4 separate regions of the Mus musculus genome follow, and all the other regions are linked to region 1. Evidence: chromatin contacts called from public Hi-C and HiChIP or PLAC-seq data. All regions are on one chromosome and are shown on one strand. Each heading gives the region's core, a stretch centred on a gene start, on an enhancer-like site or on the middle of the called end of the contact. The rest is flanking DNA. Distances are from core to core; before and after follow the strand shown. Region 1 overlaps Zbtb20 (zinc finger and BTB domain containing 20). Region 2 overlaps Zbtb20 (zinc finger and BTB domain containing 20). Region 3 overlaps Zbtb20 (zinc finger and BTB domain containing 20). Region 4 overlaps Zbtb20 (zinc finger and BTB domain containing 20).

Region 1 (5,220 bases), core at 704-3,203:
CGGATCCCTAAATTTATGCACAATAGATGCCCTTAAATCTGCAAATCTTCTGTTTCAGGCAAATTCCTCCTTGAGTTAAAAAATTTCCCCATTTACTCTGCTAGTAATAAGCCAGAAAGTTAAGGCAGGCAACTCATACAGGAAAGAAAAGTTGAATAGTACTTACCCTAAGTACAGTGTGCAAGCCTTAGAGGGCAATTCACTTTTTCTCTAGGATAGTTAGAAGGGTATCCAGGTCTGAGCTCAGCTCCTGCCCCTTTCCCTTCTGGAAAACTGAGGAGACTCACTGAAGGTGCCTCAGAGAAGAATCCCACAAACCGACAGCCTTACCTGTGGCCATTCAGAAGATTGCATTGGTGTGTATTTAAAACTATGAATAAAGTCAGAGACAGCGCATGCTCAGCAGGCAATTTAAAAATATTTATAACATTGTTGTCTCGAAAACAAATTTCCTCAAACAAAGCAAAACTCACATTTCTTACCCATGCCAAGTTTAACGTTCTGAGACAGAGCTGTTTTGGAGTTTTCCGTTGGGGGAAAAAGGTTTCTAAAAAAAATTTTTTTTTTGAGCTGAAAGAGAATAGTTCTCCCTTCCCTTTTGGGTACTCTTAAAGGGGTGGAATAAATTTCTCTTCAAGTTTCAACAAAACTCACAATTGGTTATAAAAAAAAAAGACATTGCACATTAAAGGTCCATGAAAAATAATTTCAGAACAAGTAACAAGAAGCTAAAATCTACAGGTCTGAAGGATGTAGCGGTCACCTGAGTCTTTAAGGCAGTCTTGTGTGTTGTAACACAAAAACATACACATACAATCAGAATCTAGTATGTTCAGTATGGCAAGAATAATGTATAGACCACTTTAGGCATATCGAGAGAAGTTATGCTTTTTTTTTTTCTAACTAAAATCTGAACTCTCCAAAACTAAAAAAATACATGAAATTATAGGGTAAATTCAGCAAGAATTGTCAGTATAATTGCACAGCAAGCATGGAAAGATAGCTGATCACATATTGGTCAGCTAAATTTTGAGATACATAAAATAAAAATTCGATTGAGTTAAGGTTTTAAAAGTACTAATTGCAGCAAAACTGCTCGTCTTTCTCCAGTTTGGGATTTTCTCTCTCCCTGCCTTGAATACCCTAAATACCCCATCTACCACCTATCACCAAACCCTGACCGAGCAGCGCACAGATCTCAAAGACCTTATTTAAATCTCTTACTTAATCTTAAGTCTCTGAATAGATTGCAACTCCTGCTCCACTTTCCAGTGGTGCTCAGCTGGCCTCACAAAAGCGCCACGGACATATCCTTAACTATCTCTGATGTTTTCAAGCTCAACAGAGGGTGCCAAAAAGAAAAGAAAAAAAAAATCAAAGATCGGAAAAAAAAGTTTATTAAAGTGAAAGCAGGAGCCCAGATTTGAAGAAGTTGCCTCTACTTTTATTTCCCTCACAACTCCGCACAGGTGTTTCCTACCTCACGCTGCTGTGCACGCTGCTGAGGAGGAGGGGTAAGTGAGGGTGGGGGAGTGGGCCAAGGTCTGACCAGCAGGCATCAGGAGCTGCAGCCTCCTGGGTTAATGGATGTGTTTAAAAATGGACCCCAAGCCCCCAAAAGCCTGGAATGAGGTTTCTTTTTGGCAAATGATTAAACCACTATACTGAAATAATTAAAGCTTTGTCCTTAAATAAAGCATCCGATCAACAGAACAAAAACAAAGATAAAAACTGCACACACATATGCATGCGTGCACACACTCTGACACACAGATACACAAAACTAGCGGGTGAAGGGAGAAGGAAATTAAATAAAAGAAAACAAACAGAGTCCTAACAGGCCATTCTCCAAAAAGAAATCTAAATAAAAAGTCATATGATATCTGATAGTGCAGGACACGTCGCCAAGAACCAGAGCGGATTGCCTCCAGGAAGAAAGGGCCAGTGTATTCCAGCTCAAAGAGCGTTTCTTTCTTCCTCCTCTATGTTCCCCTTTCTCCTCGACTGTTGAGTGTGTTACTCTCAGGTCAGACCTACGAAGAATCCCAGAATGACAGCTATCACCTCTCACTGTACTCTCCCAGCACAGCTAGCTGACGGGGCTGCCTGACTTGGGGGGGGGGGTACTGCTGCATTCAGCAACAGCCTCTTCCTCTTCCAGTCCTCCCTCTGTCCCTCTCAGAAAATCCTCTGGCCACCCCAAACAGCAGACAGGGAGAGAGATGAAGGGTGAGGAGAGGACACTCACACACACAAACCAAATATGCAGGTACAACAGCTGCAGTAACAAAAGGATTCAGGAGAGGGGAAAAAAAGAGAAGAAAAGAAAAAGAAACCAAGCAAAGTATGTGTGGGGGCTGGGGTGGGGAGCAAGGGCAGAAAAAAATCCCCAAGCCTCTTGCCTTTAAGCTAAAACTTTTTAAAGACTTAGTTTCTTTTATTTTTGGTGAGTGACTTTCATTTTAGGATCGTTTACAAATTCTACAAAAATATAGACTTTTGAGTGGAATTCAAGAATTTCCCGCAAGAAAACATGCAACTGTGACAAGTGACCGGCCCTAGAAATTTTGGATTTGCCCAGACTTCCCTTACTTCTAGTATCTTCCCATGAGGTCAAGTACTAGCTTGGCCACCCAGTGCCAGGCTTAATTTGAGGGTCATTACTGAAGGAGCACACACATAGACGGGTTCCCGAAAAGACCCCTTGTTATCAAGTTACTTCAAACACAAGGCATTCAGCCCTCCCAGCCAGGAGGGCTGACTAGTGAGGCGTTGCCCTCTGCCCCATAAGCACTGTGCCCTTTAGAAACACAGATAGACGTACAGTTCATACACATGGGAAAATATATGTACCTCTAGTTTTTCTTATAGTGTCCGGCCCCAGGGATAATGAATGAGTTTTATTTTTCCATAAATGGGAGGAAGAGGAGGAGAGAGTTTCTGACTCGTGGACAACTGTTGTAGTTGTTTCCCTCTGAGCCACACTTAGGTGCTCAGCCTAGTCTGCATTTTCAGGGTTTTGTGGTGGCGCTTGTAGCTATTTCCCCTCTGCTCAGTTTAGTGTCCATTATGTACCTCAAATGATTACCAAACGACACTCAAAATATAAACACATTAAGAGCAGAACTTTCAGAAAGAAAGCATTTCCCTGGGATTATAAGTTAAGGATATTAGTATAAAAATATAAAATGTACAGCATGTATTAAAAGATAAACTGTTTACTATACTTTGCTCATACAGTTCCCGTCCTGATTTCTCTTTTCTTTTGTTAGAGGATTAATTTGAAAGTGATAAGCATTCTAGAATGTTTACTACAAACACAAATTCATAGTGGAAATACATACGCATAGGCAAAACATCAAACAGAATACAAAGCTACATGGCAATCAGAATTGTTGAGAAAACCTCCGTCTAGACTACATTTTGCTTGAACTAATATATCATAGATGGGACAAGTAATGTCTCTGGGAGTTTGGTAATTTATATCATAGAAACAAAATATAAACACCTACTCCCTTACTACCTCTCCTTTATAACTGACAAGTGACACAGAGATGCCCTTTACACAGATGGATGCAAAAACTTGGGAGATCAAATGAGCTGATGTACCCCACTGGTATTTTGGGAGCTCCAATTCCATAATTAACTTTTTACCCAAAAAAGTGGCAAAAGTAGAGGATGTTCTTGCCCCTAAATCAATTATTTGATGGACTCTCATTCTTTCTTCCACAAGATTTCAGGGACACAAAAATGGAACAGACATGCTAAGGGAAGATGCACCCTGAGCAACTTTTGCAGTGAGTAGGGAAAGAACAGCAAAGCGGGCAGAGGAGCAGTTGAATTTAGAAAGACTAGAGGAGGAGAAAAGAGCAACACAGCCAACTTAATTAGTCATTCCTTTTAATTTTTCATGTATATATGTAGGGGTGATGGAGAGAAAAGATAACTAGCTTTCTTTTGAATGTCTTTGTGTTTTTATAGAGTAATGTTCTGTTCCTGACTCTTTCTTTTTTAGGCAAAAAAACTAATAAAAATAGAAAAACATATATCAGACATTAAGCCCCCCCTTCCCTTTGTAAAGAACTCTTTGTTCTCCAGTGAAAATGCTGAAAAATCCCCGGGCAGCTACTCCCTGAAACAAGTGCAAAACACTTAGAGGCTTTTGGGCTGGCTGGGAGCCAGGAACCCTCCCGCTGTCTGGTTAGAAGAGGAAAAAAAGAAGAGAGAGGGGAAGACGGATGGGGGAGAGGGAGAGACAGAGAGGGAGAAGGGGAGAGAGAGAGAGAGAGAGAGAGAGAGAGAGAGAGAGAGAGAGAGAGAGAGAGAGAGAGAGAGAGAGAGAGAGGAGAAATTGGAGCTTCCTTTTAGCAGACATAGGAAGCAGCGTTTTTTTTTCTTTTTCTTTCTTTCTTTTCTTTTTCTTTTTTTTTTTTTCAAAACTGGCGGTCAAGCGTTAAGTAACTCCTGTCTAAATCCACCTGCTAGAAATGAACTTGGGTACCCCCCAGGGGTGCACAAAGACAGGGAAGACAGTAACACACTCCACACTCTCTCCCACCCCCGTGTACTGCTTCCATTCTCCCTGCTCCCATACACAAATGCCCACAGCCTCTCACGCCGCCCCTCTTACCCCCCAACAACAAACACAGCAAAATACATGCTCCCTCAGTCTCCTTAAAAAAAAGCCTTTCCACCTCGGTTGCGACACAGTGATAAGGGGTAGAACATCTCATACCTGGTGTGAATGCTAATCAGTCAGGAGTTCTCCTTTTCCCAAGACAGGGAACTGTTTCCTTCCAAATTTATTAGAACCTCCTCCACTGCCTCTTTGAAAAACCTTCTTTGTCACCCTCTCCCAAGTCCCGATACTTCTTTAAAAAAAAAATGGCTTCGGAGCTCCTTCTATTCTTGATATTGATTCTCTCTCTCTCCCCCCACCCCTCCTCCTCTCTCCTGTCTGTGTCTCTTCTGAGTGGTCTATTGATAAGTCCCTGGAGGCACTGGGTCAGCCTGCCCGTAGGAAACCAGACACAATGCACAAATCTCCGAGTGCCATTCTGCCATCAGCAAGCAGACCACGTTTAGGAGAGAGAGAGAGAGAGGGAAAAAAAACAGTAGAGCAAGAGACAGAGAGAGAGAGAGAGCGCAAACGAGGGAGGGAGAGAGAGACTGTGAGAGAGAGGAAGAGAGAGGGAGGAGAGAGAGAGAGAGGGAGAGAGA
Region 2 (5,220 bases), core at 1,437-3,936, 410 kb after region 1:
TTGAGGCATCCCTAAGCCTGGCACTACCAAAACACATTTCACACCATGGACAGAATCATAGATTGAGTAATAAATTTTATATTTATAATGACTTCAAATCAAAAAAACTATGAAGTCTTTTTGCTTAACTTTCCTTGTTTCTCAGTCAATGACTGAATATGATTATAAATATGAGTTAGAATTATAATTTTACTTTGGTAATTATTGTATCCATCATGGTTCTCATTTGTATTTCCACAGAGGTTAAAGTCAAGCTGTTCCTGGAAATTCACAAGAAAATAGAAGAAAACCTGCTATATTTCTACTAATTTGGGAATGCAAGGTGAGAATTTTGCAAGCCTGCTTTTCTCTACCGCATCATAGTTGACTAACTGTTCTTTGCTAGCTTTTAGTTCAATCCTCCTGTCCTCTAAACCATCTTTGAGATCCTGCCTCATCTTTCTTGTACTGTTTATTGTAGTCTTCTCTGTATTAAGCGTTTATATATACAGATCTTTTAGTTATGTCTGTTCTTACCCCACAAACATCACTTGAGAGATGCATGTCATGAGCACACCACATTTTTGTCATAGTTGAATTGAGGAAACTGAATAGCGAGACTCTCTGTTTCCAGTAAGCATTGACCATACAAGTGCTACGTACAAGCCTGGGTGGGGGGCTGCTTCACTACCTGTATTCCTGAGATTACAAAGGTATTTGACACCCACAACCATGTGTGTGATCAAAAAATGAATAACATTTAGTCACTCAAAGCAAAACAGTAGTGTCTAGTGAGTACATGTCATTGTACTTACTACATACTGAACACAGCACTGATCATGAAAACTGCAGGCTTCTCACAAGAACCTTATGGTTTAAGTATCTTTTAAGGAATTTTTCAGAGGCTGGAATGGACATAGAATTCTCACTCCTCAAAGGTGAACGAAGAATAACTATCATGGCCTGTTGTAAGGCATCTATCATAAGACCATGAGGCCTGTATCAACCTAAAGAGCAGCTTCTTCCTGGGAAAATAGTTCATTCTGCATTTCATTTAATTCAAGGAAAAATGCTGCTGTGGAGATTATTCAAGTCCAAATGTTCCTGGTGAAGGTGCTTCCAGTAATTCTGGGAAAGAAGCCAGTCCTCTAGTTTTATATGTAAATATTTTAAAAACAAGCACACATATATAAGCACAAAGGAAAGGTCAAGAAGACGTAAGTCTTTAAAAATCTATTTTAATAATTTTTTCCTATAACTGTCCACAGAATTTTGGGCTTTTTTGTAGTGTTACATTTTCTTTTACACAATACACCTGCTTTTTTTTCTAAACTAAATATTTCTTCCATCTAATGACTTTCTTTATTAGACAGCATCTAATTTGCATACATTTACATACAATTTAACTGCTAGCTTGTGAGAACAAAGAAATGGCTCTGCATTGTACTGAAGGACAATGCTCAGTAAAGGAAGGTATAAAACCAACCAGTTCTGTGACTGTGAGCTCTTTGTCTCAGTCACACCAACCTCTCTTTCTTTTTTAACATGCTACTTAAAGGGGGTAAAAATTATTTCATCAAACAATGAAAGAAACTCCTCTCTTCAAATGTCTGTACCCCACCCCCTGCTTGGTTACCTCAATTTGGGTCCAAGTTCCCTGATTCTATCATAAGTTCCTTTATTAGTTTTATTAGATTTGCTAACTCAATCCTTGTATTTTGTTTGGTATCCCATGTCTGGAACAGGCTGGGATCCTGCTCTGGTAAAATTTCCATTCCAATCATTTGTACTGACATTCACTTTTCTCCTGAATGGACCAGGTCTTAGAATGTGGGAGGCTGTTCTTAAGTGTACAATACAGGCTCTTTCTTATCTTACCAGGTTAATAGATTTCCTTAAGACTTCAGGGCTTTTTTGTAATAAACATTTCTTCAAAATAAATGGTTTCCAACTCCACTGGGGAGTTAATGGGAAGACGACTTGAACGTAAGGAGGACGTCCATGCAAGACATCTTCTAAGTAAAGAGCACTTGAGGCAACTGCTCCCCCACTCAGCCCTGGTGTCCCTTTGTGAGTCTCCAAGCCTGCAGGGCTCTTGGGTAATGAAAAAGAGAAACAAACCTGAAAATCACAGACCCTTGACTCTCCCACCTAGTAAATACACTAACATTCTGAGAAGGTGACTTGCTGTGTCTCTTCTCTTAGTAACTCTCATTCTTGATTCACAGAAAGGGAGATTATAGAAAGCAATCTCAGAGAGTTTGCTCAGTGTTTTATAAATATTAACTATTGAAAACATACAAAATAAGCAATAATGCTGTGGTCACAACCAAGTTAAAAAAAAAAAAAGAAAACGCAAAGGGAATTCAAGTTTCTTAAATGCCACTGGAAAAATATTATCAAAAATCAATGGAATAAAAATGCTTCAATTACAATAAGTAATACAAACGTTGGGCAGGACAGAAGGGCAACTGAAAGCTATAAAATAACATATGGAGCAGCAAAGGCAGGTGGGGACAGCAGCATCAGTGAGCAGGAGCTCAAACTGCCCAGGAAGACACATTTCCTTAGAAGTGGGTTGTATATCATCAGCCTGCTTTTAGCATCTTGATAATACACATTTACAATTTTAATGACCAAAAGAGGTGTGAACTTGTCAGTGATAAGTGAGGAAATTCTATCACTCTGTAGGGCTGCAGAATGCCCACATGATTTGGAGCCTTCGACAGCCAAACAGATTGCACAGGCACTACATGCGATCTTGAGGCATGTCTGATTTTCCACCTGGTGGGACGCCGGAGTTAGAGACAGTATCAGTGCTGGGGTGCTGGCAGAGACCAACTCTGCCAATGCTTTACCCCATGAGCAACTATGAATATTGATTAAAATAGAGCACACAAAAGAAAGAATCAGACCCTCTCGTTGCAAACAAAAACCGAAACAACACCTCTAGGTTTTGACTAGATTCCAGACACTCAGAGACATTCTCAAAACCAAGACTTATTTCTGAAACCAGTTTTAACTTCTAGAGGCCTTACAACTGATCCCCAAATCCCTTGTTTCATGAGAAACAACAAACTCATCACCTCATGGTACTATAGCATCTGTCCTTTCAGAGAGACTCTGAGTAAGTTTCACACAACATTTCTGATTCTCAGGCTCATTAAACCTTCTTGTTAATGGAGATTTCAGGCAGCACTTGTTTTTGTGTCATAGAGTACTGTCAGTACCCAGTGTCAAACCACCTTTTCCCACTCTATCATATTAAATTCTCTGTGTTTGTTTTAAAAGCACCTCTTAATACTAACTCAGCCAACATCACCTGTGCTGGAGGTGGTTAAGATCCACCTCCCCAATGCATGTTACCACGGTGACAAAGTAGTGACCTAATTTACACACACCTGCTGGGTTAATTGGGCCAAAATGAAAGATGATATATATGCTCAAAATCCAAAACTGATTTTTCCCTCAAAATTAAATATTTGATTTTTTTAAATTAGCAGTTTCTAAAGCTAAGAACATACTCCAGGTGTGCATCTGCCAGTTAATACACCCTGAATGTTTCATGACACTTGAGCAGCAAAACATATTGAGTGATGAATACAAATCTTTTATGTATTTTCTGCATGCAATGATTAGTATGACTAAGTGGTCTCAATCACAGAAGAAGCCGGGGTGCTGGAGGGGTCAGGCTACTGACTGAGCTAACAGGGACATTCAACCATGCCAAGTGAGCACTCCCTCGGGGCTTAAAAACAAAACAAACAAAAAAAAAAACAAAACAAAACAAAACAAAAAAAAAAACCACAAGTTAGCTTTGAAGTAAGCTGGACATACTTCAAGCCTTTCGCAGCATGCAACAAGTTTTGAAACAAAAATATTACCTTTGATGACCTCACTTCTGGCCACTTTCTACCCTCTTCCCCCAACCACTGAGTGCTTTCTCCAGGCCACAGAGTTTTCTACCCACAGACAATAGTGATATGAGCAGAAAGCTCCCTTTAAGGAGGGTTGGTACCGACCAGCCATCAATGTGTGCATGCACACAAATGGCCTTTCTAAACCCATCAAAGGCTAAAATTTTCAGACCAACCATTCATTTATCAGGGTTGTCCATTAATGTACCTATACAAAGATATTCTTCTATTTTCAACATAGAAAAATTAGAAGTAACTAATTTGCATGTATACAACTAATCGATTGTCAAGATGGTATAGTATACATTTATGGAATACATAAATAGACAAGGGAAAATTATTTAATAGAAAAATCATGATTGAATTATATTGCTAGCTAACAAAAATCACAACCAATAAATTATATGTTGTGAGCAATGGCCCATGGTTTTAAAAATAAACACCAATATATTAATAACTCTTTCTTCTAATAGTTAATAATTATATCAAAGATACCTTGACTCTTCTTATTCTTACTTTTTGAATTTCCCAAATAGTTTTACATTGAGTTTGTTATTGGTATAATATAAAAATATATATGATTATATATGTTTACATATGACTCAATAATATTAAAAATAGAGGTAAAGAGGTAGGTCAGAAATGAGGAGAAGTGGCTATTTTCTCAGGGGACTCAAGACTGATCCCTCGTACCCAAATAACAACTCACAACTATCCACAACTCCAAGTACAGGGGTACCAAAATCCCTTACTAGTCTCTGTGGGTACTGGACGTGCACATGATACACAGCTGTATATGTAGGCAAAACATTCATACACACAAAAATAATAATGAAAACTTAACTTGAAAGTAAAAGAAAAATTAGTGACATGGATTGTACACCTTATCCTTTACCTCTCTTGTCATCAAACAGTTACAAATACATGTTAAGCCGGATAAGGTTCTTTTATTGCTAAACATTCAACTTTGTAACTGCTTTTTTAAAAAATAAAACATTGTAAAGACACAGGCTATCAGAATTCTTAGTCTAAGCTCCCTTTAAAGTTAAACAAAAATCATATGAAAAGATTGCCTTTTAATAATGACTACATGAAGCCAACTCTTTAAGACACAAATAAACTTATTTATCACCTGGTTATTGTGTCTTGCAAAAAATTACAATGTTCAAATTTTTATTTCATTTGTTCAGTTATAGGGTCTTCCTGATGAGTGCTTTTCTTAAGTAAGTAAAATTAACATTGCCGTATGAACTGTATTTGCTGTTAAAAGTATCTCACTAGGGGTTTGATTTATTCTATGATGCTTTCACTGATTTAATCATTG
Region 3 (5,220 bases), core at 1,115-3,614, 340 kb after region 1:
CACAGAGAATGAGAATTTGGCCTGTGCTCTATAGGCACCATTGAAATGTGGCCACCTGAGGCATGTAGGGAGGGCATCCAGCTGGCACACCACATGTTGCCCTGGAGTAGTGTACAATGAGAGAGAGATTTTGGCTAAGAATACCTGGGCAATCTCTACAAAGGTCCTGATTATGAAAAGAACTTCGGCATCATCATTGTCTCATGAGTGTAATATGAGCCAAAGAAACTTCTCTTTCTATGTTTATATATTACCAAGAAAAGAAAAAAAGAAGCTCTTATAGGAACAATCAAAGAACTCCATAAAAGAGAAAAATCTGGCTGACTGATAATAGAGCTTGAATATTAACCATGTCAGTGGATAAAATTTTCTAAGAACTATGCATAATTTAAAATTTTTAATATGAAAGGAAAGTACAAATCCCCTTAAATAAAGGATATAAACACATACAACAAAAAATTATGTCACCTATATAGCTGTTGTACTTATTATAGAATAATTATATAATTCATTATTTATATACTACTCATTTAAGAAGTCTGTTGCTTTTATTTTATTTTACACAATTTATGAGAAAGAAAATCCATGCATTTGAACTGTAATTACAATGAAATAATTTTCTCAATTTTGAGTCGTTTTCAAAACACCATACGTGATTAAAACACATAATGCACTAGTATTTTTGCCAATTTTTGTTTTTAAACTAAAGCTGTTTTTGAATTACACAAGCAAAGCACAAAATCAGAATTTCAAAACTAGCAAACATATTTAAGGGTAAATTTTAAAATAAACCCACTTGATTCTTTGTTGGATTAACTTGGAGAGCCTGGAGCCTTTTGTGAGATTCCACTGGAGCATGTAGGGTAGCTAGGAAACGATCCTCTGGCGGAGGAAGAGCCACATGCACTGTCTTCACTAAGTTTTGTTTAGAGTTTTCACACTCCTACAGAGTGGCTCTGGTGATATTTACAATACAAGTTTACTTCTGAAGGAATTTATGATGTCCCCAACTGCTAGCAACAATTACAGCTGGGTTTTACATTTGTGTTTATATGTTATTTTGCATATAGACTCCAACAACCAAAGAAGAGAACATTTGATAGAAAACACATCCTGGAATTGAAGGACAGATTCCATCTATCAATATAACTAGTTGATAGCTTTTTGAAGATAGGGTTTGACAGTAAGGGAAACAAACGTAACAGCTTAAATACGCTGTCTCAGCCACTCAAGCTATCTGTCATTCAAAAGTTTTTTTCTTTGTATCACTAATTCAATGTCATGTGAACACGGATTCTGACTTTTCAATGAATTTTAATGATAATTTATTTACATAAAGGAAAATACTTAATACTTTTAATTTGTTCTCATGTAGGTCTTTTTGAACTTTCTTAAAACATTTTAATTGTATGCTGAATTTACATTTTTCCCTAAAAGCTTAATCAAATTACAAAGATCACAGTGTCCCTAGGACTAATGAGTCCCAATTTATATTAGAGAAAGCAGACGCTCCAAGAGCTAAAGGTATTGGCAGAAGATCATACTGCAAGGCCAGCGCTGCATTCAGTGTAGTTACGTGAATCCTAATAAAACCATTAAAAAATTACCACTTTGTTTTTTATTAAATTATCATTTTACTTCATTCAAGTTTTTGGCAGGATAGAATTAAAGTGTAAATAGCAAAATAATTTTTCATTACTTGAATTAGACTTTGTAATTTATAACCAATAAGATTTGGCTTACATCATGTCTTTTTCTTGTGTATTTTAGGATCTTATATCTCTGATAGCAATGGAAGCTCTAGGAGGCTGGGCTATGCTAATATTCAATTTATTCCTTCTCTATCTTGCAATAATCCAGGATGCCAAAAGCTAGCCTGTTGGTTGCTGATCATCCCACCTAAATATTGATGCTTCTAAAATGTGTCCTTTGAGATTTTCTTCATTTTAGAATTACAGACAGAAAGTCACTTCTCTTTGATATACACTGCATGCAATGAGGAAGAAGGCAGTCTTACAAAATGCATATATAGGCAATGGTTTTTCACCTCTGCATGCTGCAGAAAATCCCACTGAGTTAAGTAGGGTTCTACCAAGGCCACTTAAACATATTAGCCTATTATGCTCCACATTTCTTTATTGTTCTCGAAAAGCTAATGAAATGTTCCACTGCAGTGTTTATGCTGGAGTACTTTTAAAGGCATTTTCGTAGTGATGTTTCTCTCAGAACTCCAGAAGGGGTTTCCACTTCCTAAAAATATTTAGTAGACCATGCAGAGTCCATGCCGCCTCATTACTGTGACTGTTTAGACTTGCAGCTAATGATGAAATAGACTTAACAGTAGTCACTTACGGTTTCAATGTGGTCTTTAACATCACTGTGAACTGACAAGAATTAGAAAGCCAGCCAGGCAGACATGCTGCACTGTGCTAGCATGTGACCAGGCTTAATGTAGTGTGTATAGTCTAGACATAGAAACACAATGTTGGTTAGTTTTTTGGGTCAGAGTACCTGTAAAACTGAATAGTTGTTTCTCCAGAGTCAACTATATTTAGGAAAATAACAATATACCTATTGCTGAAATTCAAGTTATAAAATCACACATTTCCAATACCTTTTTCTTGTATAGTGTCAGTTTGTTCATCTAAAAGTCAAAGAGGGTGGCCTCCTTGATAGCCATTATCAGTTCTAGCACTAGAAGTGATATTATATGTATAATATCACTCACTTTATATTCTTAAACAAACAAAACAAATCCCACTACATTGGAGGAATTGTTTAGCAGGCAAAGAAATGAAAATGAAGTTCACTAAATTAGCTATATTTTATTACAATTGAAATTAAGACATTGTGCCTTGATTTACCACATATAGTTATCTCATCTCCCAAACATTAGCAATGGTGAAAGGCATAGCTATTAAGACTATTATAACTAAGTCTTAATTATTAAAGCCAAGATGTAAACTGTGGTAATGAACTGAGAATTGACTGGAGCACAGACTCCTGCTAAACTACTATGGGATACATTTTGCCAAAATGCCAATTCTTGTACAGTAATTTTAAAGCACAAATACACAAAGAGAATGGTTATTTCCTAAAACTAAAGTAAAATAAGTATGCTAAACAGTTTGGTTATTTTCAAGAAATCAGATCATATACCTAAAAGTCTTTTTAAAAGAGTTATTGATCTGATTTCTGTTGGATAATTCCAAGAATACCTTGTTTTCTTCCCAAATTAGATAAGAACATTCAACACAGACACTGAATTTAATGAATGCCAACAGCTTTCCCCATTACTTTTAAAATTTGATTATATAATACTTCTGTGAACACTAACAGATAAAACTATCAGAACACATGAATCAGAAGCAGAGTCTCACAGGAACAGTTTCTAGTAATTCTAGAATATTAATCTGACTGAAGGGTCAGTCACAAGTAAACAGTGTGGCACAGTGTTTCTAGAATAAAGAGATCTCATTACATAACCATGGATTTATCTCCTGTCTGGAAGCAACCCAGAAAGTAACTTATTCCCTTATACAAGAGTGGAGACAGAGTAAGAGAGGGACTAGTAAGACACACACTTTCACTCTAAGCATGAAGAATTGTCCAAAATCAGTGAGAATGAGCGTATGTGATCACATTACAGCCTCTTTAATAATGGGGCTATTGTAGCATATGGACACTAAAATGAGCACAAGGAGTCTCTGTTGTGCCCAATACTGCCATTATCCACTTGAACCATCTTGCCAAGTTGCTTAACATTTAGGTACACCAGGGCTTTGCTTCTGTTTGTCTGAAGTGGAAAGATCTAGATCTCTAAGTTCCCTTCCAACGGTGGCACTTTATGTCAACTTGTTTATAAATTCAAGTAATAATTAACCTTGTATCAATTGTTATATAACAGTTACTAATCTAAGTGAATGACATATTCACAGCTCAAACTAACACAGTTAAGACAGTCTCTTTATATTCATCTTTCTAAAATACAAGAGTACATATATAATTATATTTACTCATTCTTTACATTTTAGAAGTATTTATTTTTCAATGCTCATCAATTATTTATAAAATTCAATTTAATCATTAAATAAATGTATATGGTATACTCTGGTCAAATCTAGAGTTTTGTTATCTACTCCTCACATGGTCGTCATCCCCCCAAATCACCTTAATAACCTTGGCCATATTCCTCATATTGGAAATACAAAAATGCTCCTGGCTGTATTATAGCAGATCTCAGAGTACAAATGATTTACAGACTTCTATTGCTTATGTTCCCTTAACTAGTTCTGAAAACCATTTTAACAGACAATAAAGTTAGTTGGCCATTGACTGGTCTTTTATGAGTGAAAACAAAGCCATGAGAACGATGGACCCCAGGTCCTAGCCCTTTCACTCGGAGACACTTTCCAAGCTTGCCGCCTTCGCTGGGATCTGCTGATCACTAAGGCCAGACAGTAGGAAGCCAGGGTGCACACACTGGAAAATTAAAGGTCATTAGAAAGGGATGGTGAAGGTCAAGAGGAAGTCCCTAGGCCTATCACAAAAGTCTCACTAGAGGGTGCTCTTGGGCTTTTATGAGTTCTCCAGTCTTCAAAAATAAAATCAAGTATTGCTTGGAGAACATAGTCTGCTTCAGCATAAATTGGACTCCATTATGGAATCCAGATCTTCTACTTCAATACAGATATAAAGATGTAAAAAAAACCCAAACCTTTCACTTGTAGTCATCTTGTTCTATGGGTTGTATACATAAGATTTCAGAAGATCTTTGGGGTCTCCAGGTCGACATTCCAGTAACACTGAACATATACTCAAAATCCCTTTTTACTTTCTTTTTCTTTTTTTTCATTTACTTATTTATTCATTTTACATACCGATGACATTTTTAACAGCTGTTTTTTTTAAAAATGATATTAGTAGTCTGTGTGTGCGGATGCTGTGTCCAACACCAACAAAAAAAGGTGGCTGGAGAGACAGCTGTGGGTGCTGGGAACCAAACCCTTATATTTTTGGTTGTGAGCCTAGCCTTTAAAGGCTGAGCCATCTCTCCAGCCCATCAATATTTCTTGACTCTTCTTTACATATAAAATAATTTTATGGTTTTTATATATCACAATAAATTTTAAAATCTACTGCTTGTGCTAGAATTTGTCTATAGATATGGTCTTGCATTTTTGAATTTTAATATTTATATTATCATTCTAATGATTCCTT
Region 4 (5,220 bases), core at 1,581-4,080, 310 kb after region 1:
AGGCCCAAGAAACCTGACTTTATTACAAAAATGTTTATTTTGATCCAATACATGTAAAGCCTCTTTCCTCATACTATTTCTCACCCTGAATGCAGCACTAAAATGCTTTTCTTTCTCTCTCCCACCAACTATAAGCTTGTGTTTCCTACCCTGGGCATCTGAATCTTTTATTGGCTCCAGTTCTATTCACTGCCTGTTATTCAGACACTGAAATCCCAAATGTTAATTGTTCTTCCAAGTACATTGACAAAACAGCAGCTAAATAAGGGTAGAGCAGACTGTGGTAGACTCTGACATGCATTTATGGAACAATGGGACTCTGAGAGACAGCCTTGTAGCTCACGGGAAGACATAAGATGTGCTATTTTGACTGTTTCATAGCAGAATGGGGAACACACGCACACAAGGGAATTATGCATTTTTACTTAGGTTTGCCCCAAATCTTCAGGCTATAGAATCCTGTGATGTCATCAGGAACTTTCCATTTCCATTGACACAAAGGCTAAAAATTCCGAGTGACATCACCAAAGAAACTGAAATTTACTTTGATTCAAAAGAATTCATTTACCTCTTAAGAGTCTGGTTTAAGAATGCACACATCTTTCCACACAGGATTTATGCCACCGTGCTGATGCACAGTGGGCGACACCCTCCCTAATGAAATTCAAACCTGCCAAAAGAAAGGTTTCATAATTTCGAGGGAATAAAAGCCACCCTGAAATATTGAGCTCAATAACTTTTTTTAAAAAGGAAATCATTTAAGGATATATTTCTTTGGGGACATTCAGATGTTCCCTCTCGACTGGTTACTATGATAGCAGTGGTTTTGTCTCTTTGTGGATTGGTCACAGAAAACCCAGAGGAAGGTAAAGGACGCTCCCACTTACAGGAACACAGTGCAGCCCAATCTTTTGTTTTTAAGGTGCAGTGATTTCAGTCTCAAAATGTAACTTCAGGCAGTCTGAAAAGAAACAGGTTAAAATCTCTTTCAGTTATAATTGGTATTTCAGATTTAATTAAAAATTAAACTTTCATAATGTTTCCCCATCCAAAGCAATGCATTATCAGTCAAGCGGAGCTTTTTTATCCCTGTTAAGGGGGAAAAAGAAAGAAAGAGAGAGCGAGCAAGAGAGAGGGAAAAAAAAAACCTTTTCCCTGGGATTCTTAATGAAAATAAAAGGATCTAGAGATGAAACAAAGGTAATTCTGAAAAAAAAAAAAAACAAATCTCCCTCCATGTAAAGGGCTGCATTGTGGTATCGGTAGACATTTCCTACAGTGAATTTATTTACAATACAAGCAATTTAGAGGAAAAAGAAACATCCCAAAGAAGAACTTCACAACCCAAAGAGTAGGGAAACCATTACAATCATAGGTCAATATGGGGATATCGATGGATTGAATATACAGGTTAAAGGAAAATTATGACTGAGAGAAATTAGAAAAACACTAATAGGTGGTTTCAGATGATTTACTTATGGGGCAAGGCTGCAAATTAGAGGTAAACCAATTGAGTTAGCAACACAAACTGCAAAATGCCTACCGCACTGCATTAGGGGCTGCCTGTGCCCCACTGCACATCATACTGTACTTTGTGTACCATCCTGTCACCAATGTAACATGGGAAGGTCATAAGGGTTGAAAATTATGACTGAGACATCCTGGTTTAAATGTCTGCTTAAAAAAAAAACCTTTAATCTTCAAATTAAGAGTCCAAACATTCAGTTCTCAATTGTATCCCACAACTTTGGGCTTAAAACATCCTACTGTTTCTTTTTCAATCTTTTCTTCCAACATCATCCTCTACAAGTACTAGCAATAAAAGAGTCACATATATACTACATTAAGTCATTCCTATTTTTAGCTTCAAATAACTAACACATAAGTATTTAGAAAAAGGTATTTTAAAATGTTAAATGGAGCTATCATAATTATCTTCCTTATTTTACTATACTGCAGTATTTTAAATATATATTTTTGCCCTGATTGTTGTAGGTTTATGTCTGACCCTCACATAATGCAAAGTAATATTTTAATATTTCCACATAAGAGATCATAATCATAAATCACCCCTGAAATTGCACCTATTATTAGAAAATGCATCTGGTTCTCACTTGCAGATCCTGTTTTTCTTTGAAATATATGGAAGAATAATTTGAGCAATGTGTCTATTTGATGTACATACATTTTAAATGCAAACTTGCTCATAATTCATACTAAAACCACCCATGAATGGGATTAGATTTTAGAAAAAAAATACTGACTGACTTACTAAACTTTCCCTCTGCTTCCCAAATGCCTGAATTAGACTAAAAATGCACCAGTGTAAAGACAGAAATTATGGAGGCGTCACCAGGGACAACTGAATGAGAGGAGGGGAGAGCACAGAGATCCTTATAAGGCAACCAAACATTCATGAAAGACACTGACAAAAATAACTGTGCTCAAAAATTATATGGAATAACAATAACCCCTGATAAATGATTCAGAAACACAAAAAATGTCCATTTCTAGATAAATCTGAATCCCACCTGGTATTGTTCTCACCAACAAAATGTGGCCAGTGAAACAGACTCATTGTGTGGCTTGGAGCAGGAAAGGTGAGTGGAATCAGATCAAATAGACACACTTAGCCGATTTAACTGAGAAGCAGCAGTTCAGTTCTGTCAGATTCCCTTTTCCTCAACCCAGCAGATGTGGAGTAAAGGAAACCATTCAAATTCATAAAGTCCACTGTGAAGAGACGCATGAAGTCACACACTCCCTCCCTCCCTCCCTGGCCTCTCTGACTGGCTGTCTTCTCCATTTCTGTCTCTTTCTCTCTCCCTCTCTCTGGTGAGGGTAATGAAGCTCAAAAATAACATCTTGTATCCTGTTGAGGGAAACTTGGTCACAACTATCCTTCCAGATGACAAACTCATTCTTAAATGTCTCTTTCTCCATGCAAAGAAAGCAGAGCAGTGAGCAAGCAGACACAGCCCCACTTACACTCCCAATACCACCACTTTTAATTCCTGGGCTGCATTCATCACAAGGAGGACTGAAGTTTATTTACATTATGCCTAACCTCAAATAGGACCACAAATAAGCCTAATAACAGGACTGTTCTGTGGTACTCAGGCAAACGGCTGGGCAAAACAGATGGATCTTGCTTTGCGCCAGGACTCGAAAAATACAGTCGCCAACTCACTGTTGGCGACTACGTATCTTGGCCCAAAGATGGACCTGGAAGTGGGACCAGTTGTCTTTGATATGAATACTGCTCCTCTTCATTGCCACATGAACAAACTATTAGCTCTGTCAGTTAGCAGTAGGGCGCAATATTAGGTAGAAATTGCTTGAAGGCAGATCATTAAGCAAAGGGCAAAACTCTGAGGACACACTGAGATGGAGGAGCAGAAAAATCAGAAGAGGGTATTAGAGCTGCCCTCCTCTGCTTTTCATCTTCCAGCTTTCATGTTCACAACTGTGCATGGAATCTACCTTAAAGATAGATCTAAATCCACCTTAAAAACAGATCTACGAAGCATGTGTTGTGAATAAGAATTTCTCCTGACACATCAGTTTCTAAACTCTTTTAAAAAATGAATCTTAGGCAATAGTGACATGAACACTGTTGGCAAATGTTCTAAGAAGAGTAAAACTATGAGGATTTAGAGAGTAGAGTCAGTAGCCAATGATACAGTGGGGTCAGTGTAAATCAGGAAGTCCTGGAGAAGGATTCTTTCTGCACACAGCCTTCAGTGAAACAGCGCAGTACTTTGCACTACATGCTCTACAGACTCTAAGAAGCAGCAAATGAGGCATCTGACCACTCTACAAGTCACAAGGCCACACACAAAGCCCTTACTCAAACAGCAAAACCACAGAGTGGTGAAACCCCTTGGGTCCCAGCACTGAACAGGAACAAAGGTGTCTTCTAACCACAGTCTACCTCATTTCCAAATCCTCACATAGATAGGCATTGAGATATCCATCCACTTATGAGTAGGCCCCAGAGCTTCAAGGGAAAAACAAGCAGAACCCCAGCTAGGAGGTTTGTTAACCCAAGCACTTGTCCTAATGTCCTCCCGAGTATTTGGCCCTGATTTTAATCTTTGCTTGGGTTATTTTTGCATGTTCAGTAGATCTTTTACGGCTTATTAACTTTGACACTGTACATACTTGACTCTTGAAAGACACATGATGTGAGTGACTGTGGTCAGCATAGAATGTTAATAGAGAAATTTGCTTTTCAGTTGAATTTTCCTTTTGAAAAAATCGTTATGGAAAATTTTGAACACATGGAGAGTAAAATGTACAGTGAGGGGGTTGCATGCACGTACTGCCCGCGCACACATTTTCCACCTCGTCTCTGCCAGTGTTTCTTCTACCAGATCATTTACAAGGCAATGCCAGATAGCATATCACTCACCCATTGAGGATTTACTATGATCCCTAAAAGGTAACTTTTTGTAAACATAACTGACTTTTTTCACACCTGAAATAAAACGATTCTTTAATGTTAGTAAATGGTCTATTGATGTCAAGTAATATCAGCTCTTCCATGATTATCTTTCTTATATTCCAAGAATCCCATTCCGAATGTCCAACTGCATGGCTTTTCCATGTGTCCATAGTTTCTCTGGTCTTTGTCTTTTTTTGCTTGTTTTTCATTATTTTCAGTTATTGAACTAATACTTGCTAGTACTTTTTCATGAATAAACTGGAATTATGACTTACCAAATTGCATACAAAAAGATTTATTATTATAATATTAGGCAGTGCATGCTGTCAACATGACACATAACTGAGGATGGTAACCTTGGTTACTGGGTTAAGAGATAACCGCCATTTTATACTTTTAATAAACACTTTTATCTTAGCACTATATAATAGCATAACTTATAGAACATATGTCTGACTTTCATCTCCTGTTCCTGGGAAAGAAAACACTGACACAATCAACTTAGAAAGACAGGGTTCATTTAGCTTACAATCCCAAATTACAGTCCATTATCATAGGGAAGACGAAGGAGCAGGAACCTGAAGTAGCTAGTCATAGTTCATCCACAGACAGGAACCACGAATCAATACATGCATGCTAACACTACAGGCACTCTAGACTGCATTAACCCTGGGGCCCAACCCAAGAATAGTACAGTCCAAATTCACAGTAAACCCCAGGGACACAAATTTAGAAAATCCCTCATAGGAATAACCTCAGGCCAACTTAATCTA

Evidence for each region. Hi-C and Micro-C count contacts between places; a contact is called where the count stands out from the background. HiChIP or PLAC-seq counts read pairs in DNA pulled down with a chosen protein or histone mark.
Region 2: an H3K4me3 HiChIP or PLAC-seq map of forebrain shows a contact between it and region 1, with 5 times the contacts expected there. The contact joins two enhancer-like sites. A contact is called at or near these places in 1 of 39 promoter capture datasets (hippocampal neurons) and 3 of 115 datasets of contacts at active chromatin or transcription factors (embryonic basal ganglia, embryonic forebrain and forebrain).
Region 3: a contact with region 1 is called in an H3K4me3 HiChIP or PLAC-seq map of forebrain, with 4 times the contacts expected there. The contact joins two enhancer-like sites. A contact is called at or near these places in 4 of 484 Hi-C or Micro-C datasets (cerebellar granule neurons, cortical neurons and forebrain), 6 of 115 datasets of contacts at active chromatin or transcription factors (embryonic forebrain, forebrain, heart atrium and 3 more) and 2 of 9 other capture datasets (adipose tissue and pancreatic islet).
Region 4: a contact with region 1 is called in a Hi-C map of cerebellum, with 1.6 times the contacts expected there. The contact joins two enhancer-like sites. A contact is called at or near these places in 6 of 484 Hi-C or Micro-C datasets (cerebellar granule neurons, cerebellum, cortical neurons and 1 more) and 3 of 115 datasets of contacts at active chromatin or transcription factors (forebrain, neural progenitor cells and stem cell-derived neural progenitor cells).

What each region holds. Positions count from the first base shown.
Region 1 is chr16:43,503,269-43,508,488 of GRCm38.p6, reverse strand. The region is part of intron 5 of Zbtb20 (zinc finger and BTB domain containing 20); the gene reads right to left. Among named protein-coding and RNA genes, the nearest start is that of Gm15713, 86 kb to the right of the region's middle. Within about 2 kb of position 1,953, at least 90 of the 459 cell types and tissues checked have an H3K27ac peak or open chromatin away from gene starts, as enhancers often do. A contact at or near this core is called in adipose tissue, cerebellum, forebrain and 1 more, where this site is marked.
Region 2 is chr16:43,092,462-43,097,681 of GRCm38.p6, reverse strand. All of the region lies in intron 2 of Zbtb20 (zinc finger and BTB domain containing 20), which reads right to left. Among named protein-coding and RNA genes, the nearest start is that of Gm25873, 31 kb to the left of the region's middle. Within about 2 kb of position 2,686, at least 12 of the 459 cell types and tissues checked have an H3K27ac peak or open chromatin away from gene starts, as enhancers often do. A contact at or near this core is called in forebrain, where this site is marked.
Region 3 is chr16:43,168,000-43,173,219 of GRCm38.p6, reverse strand. The region is part of intron 2 of Zbtb20 (zinc finger and BTB domain containing 20); the gene reads right to left. Among named protein-coding and RNA genes, the nearest start is that of Gm25873, 44 kb to the right of the region's middle. Within about 2 kb of position 2,364, at least 15 of the 459 cell types and tissues checked have an H3K27ac peak or open chromatin away from gene starts, as enhancers often do. A contact at or near this core is called in adipose tissue, forebrain and oligodendrocyte precursor cells, where this site is marked.
Region 4 is chr16:43,189,206-43,194,425 of GRCm38.p6, reverse strand. All of the region lies in intron 2 of Zbtb20 (zinc finger and BTB domain containing 20), which reads right to left. Among named protein-coding and RNA genes, the nearest start is that of Gm25873, 66 kb to the right of the region's middle. Within about 2 kb of position 2,830, at least 25 of the 459 cell types and tissues checked have an H3K27ac peak or open chromatin away from gene starts, as enhancers often do. A contact at or near this core is called in cerebellum, where this site is marked.